3 separate regions of the Mus musculus genome follow, and all the other regions are linked to region 3. The links are chromatin contacts, called in public Micro-C and promoter capture Hi-C maps. All regions are on one chromosome and are shown on one strand. Each heading gives the region's core, a stretch centred on a gene start, on an enhancer-like site or on the middle of the called end of the contact. The rest is flanking DNA. Distances are from core to core; before and after follow the strand shown. Region 1 has its middle 25 kb from the start of Gm39537. Region 2 holds the start of Ripply1 (ripply transcriptional repressor 1). Region 3 holds the start of Rbm41 (RNA binding motif protein 41).

The links. Promoter capture Hi-C pulls out the DNA fragments that hold promoters and counts their contacts. Hi-C and Micro-C count contacts between places; a contact is called where the count stands out from the background.
Region 1: a contact with region 3 is called in a Micro-C map of trophoblast stem cells, with 4 times the contacts expected there. The contact joins the enhancer-like site here to the promoter of Rbm41 in region 3. A contact is called at or near these places in 1 of 39 promoter capture datasets (hippocampal neurons) and 3 of 484 Hi-C or Micro-C datasets (embryonic fibroblasts, liver and trophoblast stem cells).
Region 2: a contact with region 3 is called in a promoter capture Hi-C map of the HPC-7 cell line. The contact joins the promoter of Ripply1 here to the promoter of Rbm41 in region 3. A contact is called at or near these places in 3 of 39 promoter capture datasets (the HPC-7 cell line, cranial neural crest and pre-B cells), 2 of 484 Hi-C or Micro-C datasets (both in embryonic stem cells), 1 of 115 datasets of contacts at active chromatin or transcription factors (pancreatic cancer cells) and 1 of 9 other capture datasets (adipose tissue).

What each region holds. Positions count from the first base shown.
Region 1 is chrX:140,162,146-140,166,873 of GRCm38.p6, reverse strand. No RefSeq gene overlaps it. Among named protein-coding and RNA genes, the nearest start is that of Gm39537, 25 kb to the right of the region's middle. Within about 2 kb of position 1,818, at least 3 of the 459 cell types and tissues checked have an H3K27ac peak or open chromatin away from gene starts, as enhancers often do. A contact at or near this core is called in trophoblast stem cells, where this site is marked.
Region 2 is chrX:139,779,212-139,783,720 of GRCm38.p6, reverse strand. It overlaps Ripply1 (ripply transcriptional repressor 1), which reads left to right and starts at 1,368. Exons shown (of 4, transcript NM_001037915.2): 1 at 1,368-1,573; 2 at 2,533-2,608; 3 at 3,166-3,230; 4 at 3,709-4,040. The coding sequence starts at 1,410. The coding sequence ends at 4,009.
Region 3 is chrX:139,995,832-139,999,952 of GRCm38.p6, reverse strand. Rbm41 (RNA binding motif protein 41) reads left to right here and starts at 1,358. Exons shown (of 7, transcript NM_153586.2): 1 at 1,358-1,453. The coding sequence starts at 1,446.

The sequences.
Region 1 (4,728 bases), core at 569-3,068, 170 kb before region 3:
AATAAAACTACTTTAAATCTCTGTTCAAAGTGTTTATTTATATTATATCCCAAATGTTCTGTTTGGAATGCCAAAGCTTTTTCCAGTAGCAACAAGCCACTGGAGAAATAAGCATTAAGTACAAATCAAGCTAGATCAGCCACTGGCCTGATTCAAAATCACCGGTCAGGACATAAATTTGAAATAAAGTGGGAACGCATTGCCTTCTAATTAGGAACTGTGGCATTAGAAACCCTCTCCATCAGTGTGTTTGCATCTTCCATGATTTCTTCTGTGTAGTAGGCTATAAATTACCAGAAAATGTGAAGATGAAGAAGCAAATTACAGCCTGGCATGTTGATACTACTAACTGTAGTTCTAGCTCCTGGGAGCTAGAGGCAGGGGGATCCGGAGTTTGGGGTCATCCTTAGTTGTATAGCAAGCTCCAAGCCATCTTGGAGCCATGTGAGACACTGTCTCAAATGTCCTCCCTGTTTCCCCCCAAAGCAAGCAAATCATATCCACCCTGTGTTTGTAAAGTGATTTATGCAACTAGAGCCCGTGTCCAGTCCTGAACTTGGGACCCTTATCAGGAATCACATGAAGTGGTGTGGGGAGGTTCTGAGAATGTACATTTGTGACATACTTCCCCAGGTGGTGCAGGTGCTGTTAGACTAGTGTAAACAAGTTGAGACTCTCAGCCTTAGGGGCTGTACTGAAGAGACAGGAAAGTCAAGGGACTCTGGACCCAGGGGAACTCGTGCAGAGGCAAGGATTGCATCACACAAGGAGGTTCCAGCCAGCTACAGACAGGGCTCAGCGGCCCACTCCTGGGTCTCAGTAGTTATAGAGTACAAGTTAACCCAAGTTGGGCCTTGTGACAAAAGCCTTGCTCTTTGTGGAGTTTTTCTAATTCTTGCTGTCATGCCTCGTTCTTCCCACATGAGGAGAGAGTGGTGAAGGAAACTGTGGCACTCATCTTCCCTGGAACCAGTGGCCCATGATGAGCCCTGAGTTCCAGAGCTGTAGCAGTTGAGAACTACCTACAGTAACTCTCAGGCTGATGGCCCCATGTGGTGGCTGAGAATGCACATCTTTGAAAAGCCCAAGCGACACTGACTTCTTGACAGAAGGGGCTACGAAGTAATCTGTGTCCTTAAGACTGAGGGGCCTGTGACAGTGAGAGACCGGCAGAACAGGGGAAGTTTAAATATATACTGAGGATTTCATTGTCATGGGTCACATTTTTCTAGAGTTATGAGTTTGCAAGAACTATACCAATTTATGTACAACATTTCTTCATTGCAAACTAGGTTTCAAACCACTGTTTGGATTGGGTAGTTTGGGTTCAGAGGAGAAGGGAACTAAGAGTTACTGAGAGTTAGGTCTCAAACCTGGGACAAAGGCTAACTGAGGTGCCTATTTAACGTATCAGAGTGGACCTGGCTGCCAGGTTCTCCCTGTAACCCTCAGTCTCTACCTATTTACAGGGTATGACTGGTATACTAGAAACTCTCAGAGTAGGCACAAGACACCCCAAGACCGCGTTCAGCACAAAGGAGCACTATTTGCCCCGCAGGGACAGAGGGCAGGCATAAGAGACAAAGACAGGAAGTAGAGGAAGAGGAAGAAAGGTAAGGCAACAGGGAGGGGGAGAAAAGGGTCAAGGGAGACAGGGAAGGGAAGGACAAAGGACTGCCTCTGGGTAGAGAGGAGACAGATCTGGCCCATAGGAAAATAGCCATTTATAAAGGTAAAAGGGGAAACCCCATGTTAGGATGAGGTGTTTCATTTTGATTGGACAGGCTAATTAGGTGAGGTAATGGCCCGCTTTTGCTTGCTGGACCTTGGTAGTCAGCCTCAGGAGGAGGAAGTGGCCAAAGAATGTAATGATCCTCTGTGGCTAGCTTTAGAAGTGTAATCTAACAGTTTTTTTTTTTCCTTTTTTCTTTTTAGCAAGGCAGAGGGAATAAGGAAGGACAAGGCCTGTCAGAGCCATGTTGCCGTGCTTGGACTGGCTAGAGTTCCTTCACCCTGCCCTCCTCCCTAACCTGGTTGGGTTGTCCTGCCCCAGTAGACTCTTTCCTAGCCGTTTTGGTAACCTGACTCTTTTTTTTTTTTTTACTTTTTCTCATCAGGGCCCCTGCACCTGGTGCCTATATGTCTAGCTCCCTGTCCGCCTCACATGGCTCGGGGTCATGTCTCCTCTTAACTCTCCCAGGTGTCCCTCCCTCAGGCTCTGTTTTCCCTTTCGCTGAGTTCTAAGGGACTCCAGAGACTCCAGGACTCTGAGGCTCCAGGGGTGATTAGTGCCTCAGTTTCTCCTATCATCCTCTCCTCCTGTAGGAAGAAGACGTTCTTCCTGTTTTCCTACATGTGGTACTCATTCACTGAGTTCTATGAAACTTTTTGGGCGGGGGGGGCATTCCCCCAGAGTTACCCCATTTGCTTCTCCCACCAACCCAGTTGGGTACAGACACCAATTACTGCATCTCTTGTGACAGCCTCCGGGAGTTTCAGTCAGTCACCTGCCCATTGCCACACTGTTTATCAAAGCTAGATCTGGATTCCAGATCAGAGCTGGCTCCAAAGCCTTTCTCCCCACAGCTGCTCCTAAGTGCACAAAAGACATGCCCTGCTCACAAGAACAGGGGAAAGGAAGGGGGATTTCAGCAACAAAGGTCACGGGAACAGAATCTTCTAGTAGCCAAGGTAAGGAAGGATGAGGCTAGAGGGAGAAATTGGCCCTCAATTCAGAGACTGTCCATTCACAGCTTGACTTCTTGCAGTCTCCTACCCACAAAGCTCTGGCTTAGCCCGCTTTCCTGGGAACACAGTCTGGGATAAGTCCCCAAGCTCACAGGCTATTTCAGGGAAGAAGCCCGGACAGGAACTTACGACCTTTCCACCCAGCCTAGTCTGATCTCCCAGTCTGATACCGCCCAGGTTTCAGGATGTCCACTCCTATAGGACACAGGACCTTAGAGAATGGGTCAGTACAGGATAAGAAGAACTTGCCCACAGCATGGTGCTTAGCTTAGGAATGCCAACATTTGTGTTGGCTTTAGGGGGCAGCTTCCTTAGCTTTTGACCTTGGGAATGGAAAGCTGTAACTGGCAGTAGATGGTTCAGAGTAGCCAAGGCCCTGGAGCAGGGGGAAGCTGGCGTTGATGCCTACAGCTTGACTTCAGGACACAGGCCAGCAGAGATTCTCCAGGGCTCATACATATGCTGCAGAAACACTTCCTGGTTCTAACAGAGTAGAAAACCCCAGGCTTTTACCGGCCACCTCTTACTCCAGATTCCATCTTCCTTAGCAAATAGGCCAGCTTCTGCAGAAGCCTTGATTGTTTTGTTTTTAAATTGACAAGAGGAAATCATGAATCTCACATCATGGATTTAATTTCTTAAATTGTATTGTATGTGCATGAGTGTTTTGCCTGTGCATGTGTGTGTGTGTGTGTGTTGCCCATGGAGGCCAGCAGAAGACACTGGGTCTCCTTTTTTTTTTTTTTTTTTTTTTGTAATGAATCCAGATGTTTGCTTTTATTAGCATTTAGTGGTTTAAAATAGTACATAGTGAAGAGTGTAAGCTTTAGCTGTATGGGCCTGAGTTCAAGCCTTGGCCTGACCCTCTGAGGCCATAGGATACCGTAAGCTCTGAATCTCTTTCCTTGAGTATAAGGTATAATATCAGGGACTGGAGAGATATCCTGGCAAATAAAATTACATACCGTTCTTGTAGACTAGCCCTAGCTCAAGTTCCAGCACCCATGTTAGGAGGCTCACAACCAGTTTAACTCTAATTTCAGGGGAGCTGGTGCCTCTGGTCTCCATGGGCCCTGCACACACATGCACATACACTGGGTCTCCTTAAACTGGATCTACAGATGTTTGTGAGCTGTTGTAGGGGTGCTGGGAATTGAGCCTGGGTCATCTCCGAGAGCTGCCAATGTTCCTAACTGTGGAGCCATCTTTCCTGTCCCACAATATGGCCTTTACCTTCTCACCTCTTTTCTTATCCTAAACTTCCTCCTGCACACAGACTTCCTTCCCCCCTGGCTACTCATTATCCTTATAACCCTGTTGTTCCCATTACGTTCTCTCCCTGCTCTCTTCCTGCTTCTTTCACTAGGTTTTCTTTACTCTCTGTCCCCTCCTACTCTCCTCTCTCTTGCAGATAGCGCTGGCTATGTCTGCTGGCCATGTTCAGTCTACTCCTTTCTTCTTCTGCTTTGGACTCTTCCATATGTCTCCTCTCTCTCTCTCTCTCTCTCTCTCTCTCTCTCTCTCTCTCTCTCTCTCTCACACACACACACACACACACACACACACACACACACACACACATCTACAGTGAAAACTTTCCCCTTAACCATACCACAGAGCAGTCATGCTGTCAGTTTATATCGTTATAAGCCACAATATAGGTGCTAGGAATTGAACCTGGGTTATCTCCCAGAACAACAAATACTCTTATCCACTGAGACATCTCTCTAGCCTCTCCCACTCCTTGAATTCGGTTTGTGCTGCCATCATACTAATGGGTGTACAGCAATCTACTGGAGTGTCACGAAACTATTGGGCCACACCCTAAAGGTAAATAGAGTTCCCCCACCCCCTAGAAGCCATCATTTGTCAATAACTCCTCAGTTAGGGGTGAAGGTCCCCTCATCCCCCTCTCCTGGAAGTTCATTGACATAACTTTTTGTAGGAAACCACAGCTGTTTTGAATTCATGAATGCCAAG
Region 2 (4,509 bases), core at 119-2,618, 220 kb after region 3:
TGCTCTACCACAGAGCCATATCTTTAGCTCTGTCCTTAACTTTTTTTTCTTTGCTGTACAGATCTGAATAAGGTCGGAAGTCATGCTGAGTGGCGATCAGTGGGGTCTCCATAAGAAACCCATGGACAAAATTCGTCACAGCATTTAGCATCCAGCTTTCACAAGCTTGTGCATTGATGACATGATTTTGACTATCTGCTTAGTATGTGATTACAAGATTGGCCACAATTAATAAATCTAATGGGTTTCCTATTATTGGACACTGAGGTTGTTTCTAATTTCTGACCATTACAAGCCAGGCTGTGATGAATATTTGAGACACTAAGTCTGGGCAGGTGCTGGCCACTGAGATCAGGAGAAATATTTTTGAAACCTCTAAGCATGAAGTGCTTGCCAGTTGTTGTAACTGGAAGCGTTTTGGCAAAGGCCCAAAAGCTGGCTAATGCCAAGGACTCTGCCTCAAACCTTTTGGCTCTCTAGGGTCACTAGTCATTACCCAGCTCTTTGTCACAGAGGGTTCAGGTTGGCAGGGCCTTGGGGACCCACTGAGCCAGCACCCTCGTCTCACGTGAGATGAGGCCTGGGATGGTCCTTTGGCCAGCCAGTGCTGGGCAGAACCCTTCTAGTCTCCAGCACCTGGGCTCCTAAACTAGAAACTGAGCTGTGGCATTTGGAATCTGCCCTGCAAACTCCCTGGGCCCGCTCTGCTCCCCACACCACACCACTCTCTGCGGAGGCGGTGGAGGGGCTTTAGGAACTTTTGCAAGTCAATTGAGCAGGGAGAGGGGTGGGGAGGGAATTGAAAAGATGACTTGAGGTTTGCCCAGCAGGAGACTGGACAGGCCCCACCCAGAACCCTTCTTTATCCTAAGCCACATGACATACTTCGTGGCAGTGACCCCGTATCAGGGACCACCTGGCAAATCTCCTTGGGATTTGAGCTGAAAGAGCTGGTGAGTCTGTCACTCTTCTTTTCTCACTGGGAACCAGCTTTGCTAAAGGCTCTTGTATTCAGCCTTCTGTCCCAGACAAGCCTGGCTGCCTTTGGGTACTAATGAGAGCCCCTCCTTCCCACCTTGGGTCCTGATCCTGCCTGGGGAATTCACACAAATGGTGTGAGATTTATCCCTTCTTTATTTTCCTTACTGACTTGGAGCTGTAGCAGACCCCTCACCTCCTCCCCAGACCCTGTTTACTCAACTGGGAGAGATTTCACACCCAAGAACACAGCTCTCTCTCCAAGATCCCCCTCCCTAGATCTTTACCAGCATCCCTCATCCCCCATCCTTGCATTGCCTGAATAATTGATGAGTCAAGGCAGGGCTTATAAAAGGGTCTCTAGGGGAAAAGCCAAAAGAGTGCTGAAGGTTCTGAGAACTGGAAGAGCTGTCTGGCTTGGTGTCCCAAGGATGGACCCCGCTGCCTCTCCTGCTGCTGCCCCTCCTGCTGCCCCTGCTGCTGCCCCAGCTGCTGACCCTGCTGCTGACCCTGCTGCTGCCCTCCCTGGCCAGGCCTTGGCCCAAGCCCCTGCCCTAGCACAAATCAATGGACAAGAAGGTGCTAGGAATGAACGGTAAGTGCAACTTAGCCTTTGACAGTCTGAACCCAGGCTTAGGGAGCTGCGGGCAGGAGAAGGTGTGACGCCCATGGTGGTGTCTGGTTCTCTTTGAAGGGGAGAGACAACAGAGAGCCTCAGCCCTTCTTCTATACCTTTGGCTGGAAATAGTTTGCCTCACGTATCATTCCAGGTGACGGGGAAGGGCGCTGAGAGAGAGAGAGAGAGAGAGAGAGAGAGAGAGAGAGAGAGAGAGAGAAAGAGAGAGAGAGAGAGAGAGAGAGAACATTGCCAAAGCTGGAAGCCAAGTAGCCTGAGCTTCATAGGGAGTCCATACAATTCACTGAGGGAACAGGAGAGGCTACTGTGGAAGCTAGGCTTAACGCAACCTGGACTATGGGACCCAGATGGTAGCAGGTAACATAGAGTGACAGGGCCAAAGTCTGAAGAGGCCTTTTGTTGGGGGGGGGGGTTGCTGCCTCTGTCCTGAGCATGCCACGTTTCCTTTTCCTTGTCTCTGAGAGTCTAGAGGAGAAGCAACAGGCCCAGGAGTATTCGAAACCATTTCTCTAATTAGGAAGATGGCAGGGTTCTGTTCTCAATTCTTTGATATCAGAAGCTGGCAGTAAGATAGATCCTCCCTATACAGCAGGCATTCTCTTCTTCCAAACATTTCATGTTCACATTCAATCAACATTTGCTCAAGCCACTCCTTGCACAAGGTAATGTACTAGGGCTTGGCTAGGGGCAAATGTGCCCATACATATCTTTCATCTTAGAAGGGCTCCATCAGACAATGACAAAGCAGTGGGGTAAGAGCAGCGATGACATTGTTGGAGCAGAGAGGAAGGGTATCTGTCCCAGACTTGGCTCAGTTGTCAGGGAACCAGAGGAGTCCTGGAGCACATGGCTTGTGAGTCAAACCTTCAGAGGAAGCCTGTGTTTACATCTTGTACCAATTTATCTCTTTGTCACAGGGCAGCTTATCTTTGGAGACCCTGGCTGTCCTCTATAAACGACCAGCCAAGGCAGGCGAGGAGTCTGGTGGACTGGGTGAGTTTGATGCCCTGTGACATGTTTGCACAGACACTTACAGCCATGTCCCTTCTCAGAAATCCCCTGACCCCAGTCCCAGGATGGACAATCTGGGAAGGCATTTTGCCAACTCTGCTAACATTTCATCCCCACAGTAGCTCTAGGAGGAAGGCAGGACCAAAGCTTCCATGACAAATGAGACTAGGAGATCAAAGCATAGCGTGGGTAAGGGACCTGGGCTGGACTCGCAGTCAGTGTATTATGTATGGAGCTGGTGCTGGGATTCAGGTCCCTTGGTGCCTTGCCTCAGAGCTTACTTACTCTTCTCCCTGAATGTTTTGTCCTCTAAGAGAACTCTGCCCCCTGTATCGCCTCCAAATGGGCACTGAAAGAAAACACTCCCCCAGGACTTGTTTTCAACCAGCTCGAAGACAGACCCCTTGCTGTAGGGCAGGGCTGGGAGGTGGCTGGATCCCAAGGCATGCCTAAAGCATGGAGATTGTCAGAACCTGCAGGTTTCTGACTTTTCTATGGGAGAGGCAGTTAAGCCACATGCTCGCTTTTGCTTTGGACAGGCTGATAATAGGGCGACAGCGGCTGAGGCTGCCAAGACTGACTCTGACTTCCATCACCCGGTCAGGTAAGCTTCTGGCGTTCAAGTTCAGACTATGACAAATAGCCACAAGCACTGCATACGCTCATGACAAGGCCATGATGCAGGAGGAAAGAGGCCATGCGACTTAATAGGCCAAAGTGACTTGCCCCTGAGGCCCTCCCTGTCCCTGAGCTCTCAGAACGAAATCCTGTGATTCCAACCAATGAAAGATCCCTTAGTAGGAAAAGAGGCACTGGAATGACGGAACTGTTAGTGAGGCTGGCACTAGAGTTGTGAGGCTCTGGGGTGACTCACTGTACCACAGTGGTAGGCCTGTCAGAGGTGATGTCCCTTCCGGGAACCATTTTGTAGCAGTTGTAAAGGTTCTCTGCTAAAGCTCCTTCTTCCCTCTCAGCCTTTCACTGCAGCTGGTGACTGGCTTGGGCTTCTTTCTTGGCCCTACTGGCCCTTCTGCATTTGAGATTTGCCTAAGGTAGGTGCCCTGTTTCTTCTCTGTCCACAGGCTCTACTGGCCCAAGTCCCACTCCTTTGACTACCTCTACAGTGCTGGGGAGATATTACTAAACAACTTCCCTGTCCAGGCCACCATCAATTTATATGAGGATTCTGACAGTGCAGACAATGAGGAAGACAAGGAGGAGGAGGAGGAGGAGGAGGAGGAGGAAGATGATGAAGAAGAAGAGGAAGATGAAGACAAAGATGTCAATGAGAATGAACCAGAAGTGTGTATGGGGGTATCAGAGGCCACAACACATAAGGCCACAGCTCATTCCCCTGACCCACACTCGGCCTGTCCAAATTGAAGCAATCCCAGATATACTTGGCACGTTTCCAAGGGCATCGATTCGCAAAGAGTCTCCAGACACAGCTTTTCTGGATTGAAACCAGTGTCCTCAGGCTGTCTAGCTCCCCCCTGGCTTTCCTGATTGGCCTGCAAGTCTAGGCCTCTGGCATGCTCTCGTCTGGGCTGCTCTTGTGCCAACAGTAGGAGGTTCTTCAGGCCTGGGAGGGAATAGGGAGGCTTGATTTCTGAAGCCCTCATGAAGTAGAGCAGGAAGGATGCCCTTATAGAAGAGCACAGTCACTCCTCTGGGCCTTTTGAGTTTTCAAAGACACCAACACCAGTTCCAAGCAATGTTAAGGCACCTGGAGGGAAGGAAGGGAAGGAAAGAGAAGGGAAGGGTAGGGTAGGGAACGGTAGGGTAGGGAAGGGATCAGAAGGGAAGGGAAGGGAAGGGAAAAGGAACCTGAAGAATCTGCTTATCTGGGAACCTGCATCCCACTTTGCCTGCTATTCAGTTAG
Region 3 (4,121 bases), core at 109-2,608:
GTACAGAATAGCCTGGATACAATCCACAGATCTCAAAAATCATGTTTTATTTTAACATAGTTCTAGATTTACATTAGAGCTTCATACTCTAGTGTTCCATATGTACTCTACTGTTTTTCTTAGAGTTCATGTCTAACACAACAGTATATTTGTCATGTACAATGAAACTTATTAAATAAAAACTATACTTTATTTATATGTACTTAGTTTTTACCGTGTGTCCTCTGTCTATTTCAAGATCCTACAATACATTTAGAAATCATATTTCTCTTGTTTCCTCATAAATGTGCAGAGTCTCAGAATTTTCTACTTACCTTTTATAGTTTGGAGGCATGGTAGTAGTCCTTCTTTGTTTTATATTTTTGTTTTGTTTTGGTTTTGTTTTTAGTTTTTTTCTTTCTTTCTTTTTTTTTTTTTTTTTGAGAATATGTAGACCTGGCTTGCTTTGAGCTATGTAATTAAATGAGCTTTGTAGCTTGAAATTTCCATCTTATAAATTAATACATTTTCATAACTTTAGAGATACTTGCTTTTCCATTTTGGGCCATTAAGAACACATACTTTTATTGTTTTTGTTATTCATGCTGTTGCTATTGTTGAAATTGGGTCTCGTGTAGTCCAGCCTGCCTTTGAACTTCCCGAACAAGTATTCCACTCCCAGTTTGTGTGGTGTTGAGGATCCCACAGGGGGCTTTGTGCATGCATGTCAAGCCAGCACGTTACAGATTCAGCTACATCCCTAAACCCGGGAACTAATGCTTTTAAACACTTTTCTATACGAAGCTTTTTAAAAATAAGCTATGCTCTGCATCGGAGTTTTTTGCCTGCATGTACGTGTGTGCTTGGTGTCCCAAAAACAAGTCAGATGCTCAGAACTGGAGTTATCGACAATTGTGAACTGCTGTATGGGAACTGAACTCCGGTTCAGTACCATATCTGACTCTGGCTTCGATATATTTTTATAAAATATTCAAAAGTCTGGGTACGTACTGCTTCTGACTTTAAACTAAGGGAACCCAGAAGGATCTGTTACAACTAAGAGAGAAGCATTAGTGCATACAATGTGGTTAGACCAGAGGCTTGAGGGGAAACAGCAGGCAGGTCAGATAAATCCTTAAAAGAGAAGCCTTGCTGACAAGAATGAAGACGGTGATTAGGAACAATATAGGATTTATTGATACTTAGAGAAAAATCCAAGAAGCCAAAGGTGAATCCTAGGCTTATGAGCTTTATATTTTGGATGTTATCTTTAACCTGGGCCAAAAATTCTTAATTTCCAATAAACCCATCACCCAATACCCGCTTTCTCTTTCCATCATCACATTACTACACTTCCCAGAGTTCCACGCTCCAACCTTCATCACCTTTGAGTCTGCCGCACAGATTGCTGGGAGTTGAGGTCTCCTTCCTATTTACCCAAGTTAGTGATAGGGGCCTGCGGAAACATGAAGAGGTAAGGTCATATCCGGGTTGCTGAAGGCAACTTTTATCTTTTACTATGAAACTTTTGTGTCTTTTTTTTTTTTTTCCCTTTTGTTTGGGATGTGTCACGTTCTTGAGGGGCGGTTTTTCTCCAGCGGGAAGACAAAGGAGAAAGGAGGAGGGAAGGCCGGCAGGCTGGACCAGTCTGCGGGGGTGAAGTTCTGGAAGGGCCGTAGCCAGGCGGGTTTCCACTGGAATGTTTCCCTCAGGGCAGAAGCGTCTGGAGCTGCCTGGCCTCTCACATTCCTGACTCTCCGGATGCTCACGCCAGCCACTCCCTGGCCCGCCCGCTGGTCCTGCTAGGTCTCACCGGCCAGAGGGTCAGAGGGTGGGCACTTTACTTTGTCTAGATTTTAAAGACATAATGGGCCCGCCACACCGGGTAGTGCTTTGAGATCTTCAAGTTACAGGGTGATAGTTTGCATCTCCAAATTGAGCGCAGATCTGGCTTCGGGTGCTTTGGAAGAAGAAAGGAAACTTAGGGCAGTTTCCCCTCCTGATTCTGCAGTAAATGGCCCTTTGAGCCTGGTGCGGACCTCCCTGAGGCCGGAGCTTCCCAGTTATTGACAGGACAGGAAACCTTAAGAAAAAGGAGCCACTTAGTTTTGGCTTCACACTGCCATTGAATCTTCGCACTGGAACAGTGGCACAAAGAACCTGTTTAGGAATGCTTTCTCCTGAATTGTTTTTAAAAGGTTTTTGTTGTTGTTTGTTTCATTTGTTGTCTTGTTTTCATGTTTCCTCTGCTTGAATTATTTTAATTATTCTGTGATGAGATTCCTCATACATGGAAAGTGAATCTAGTGTATTGCTTGGGTGATTATAAAGAGCTGTTTGCTATACAGGTTAAGAGGTAGGACATGATTCACATAAGTGCCTTAGAAGCCCCCTTGGCTCTCAGATTGCTTCTTCCCCTTTTATCTAGGAGTTTGCACCAATTACAATTATTCCTTTGCCTTTTGTTTGTTTGTTTTTGTTTTGTTTTCTTGGGTTTTTTTAAGACAAGGTTTCTCTGTGTAGCCCTGGCTGTCCTGGAACTCATTCTGTAGACCAGACTGGCCTCGAACTCAGAAATCCGCTTGCCTCTGCCTCCTAGGTCCTGGGATTAAAGGTGTGAGCCACCACAGCCCAGCTGTTTGTTCCTGTTTTGTTTTTTGTTTTTTAGTTCATTTTCCACATAAGAGTTTAATCCCTGAACAAAATATTCCTAGTATCATCTGTGCTTTAACCTTATATAAATGAGAGTATATTGTCTTTTTCTGTGATAAGCTTTTTTTAAAAACCCACAGTATTTCTCAATAGAGCCATGTGTGTTGATATGCTTATTCATGTTTAACAGATTAAATTTAGCAGTAACTTTTGGGATTGTAAATAAAGATAGACTTAAAAGGTTTTTAAAAACTTAGTTCTAGAGTTATTTTAGAATATTTCAATATGGGTCCAGCTCTTTCTAGGAATCTTATAATTACAGGGATTTTTTTGTACTTATTATAAACCCCAGTAGACAAGGTCTGTTTGGTAAGAAATTCGATATTTAGTTTTCTCATGGATTTAACTCATCTTTGTGTTTGTTCATGTGTCTCTACCCTGTTCTCATATGGTTACATGGTTGTGTTATTTCTTGGGACGTGAGTAAGAGTTCTTAATCACTTGAGGTTGGCTCACAGCCCTGATCCAGTTGTCTACCCCACAAGACGCTCTTCATACTTTCTGCCCTTCTTCAGAATTTCTTCTCTAGTGGCTTCAGATCTTATGACCTCACATGGCTTCAGCTTCCTCTGTGTTGAGCCTCAGACTGTCCTCCCGGTAAGAACTGTAGCCAGTCAACGTTTGTTGTTGCTTCAGACCAGTGCCTTGGAAGTGCACTTCATGGGAGGATTTCAGAGTTGGAAGGGCTGCTCACCTCAGTGTAGGTTGTAGTGACACTGACCTTCCATGTATCCCAGCTGGAACCATTTTCCTTCCTTCATACCCACATTCTGTGAAGCTGTGCCAACAGCTCGAAATTGAGTGTTTGCATTTATGTGCCTGTCTGTTTTACTTTTTTAACATCATTCACCTAAAGGCTTTTCCCACTGAATCCTTCCTTTGTATTTCTGCTAGTTCTACCCTAGTCTGCACCTTCATTGCCACATACCTCAATAGTTTCCTAACTAGTTGCTCTAGTTCTATCTTCTAATCCACATGGTCTTAAACACTGCTTACTCTTTGACACCTAGTGGACTGATAAATTGCTTCCTAATCCGTGTATGCTCAGGTCTGGTCCAGAATCCCTTACTTCGTGTATTTAAGGCTGTTCAAAGCGAGTATCTAAATAGAGGTTCCAGGTATCCCACAATTCGTGGTCTGTCTCTTTGTATTTGCTTTCCTTTACTTTGTCACATCCAATCTTTCCCGTACCAGTTTAAGAATACTATTCTGAAGTTATCTTTACCACTTTAGCTCCCAGGTTAGCCCTTTCTTCTGCAAACTTCTACTCATTTGAGCATGGTTCTCTATTATTATTTAGATTCCCTCTCTTTATAGACACAGGTACACAGCACAAGAGGATATACATCTTCTCCCTAAATATATTACAAATTCCTTGATCAAAACTATGCCTAGAATATCTTTAATTTCCACAAGTAGTATCTTAGTTA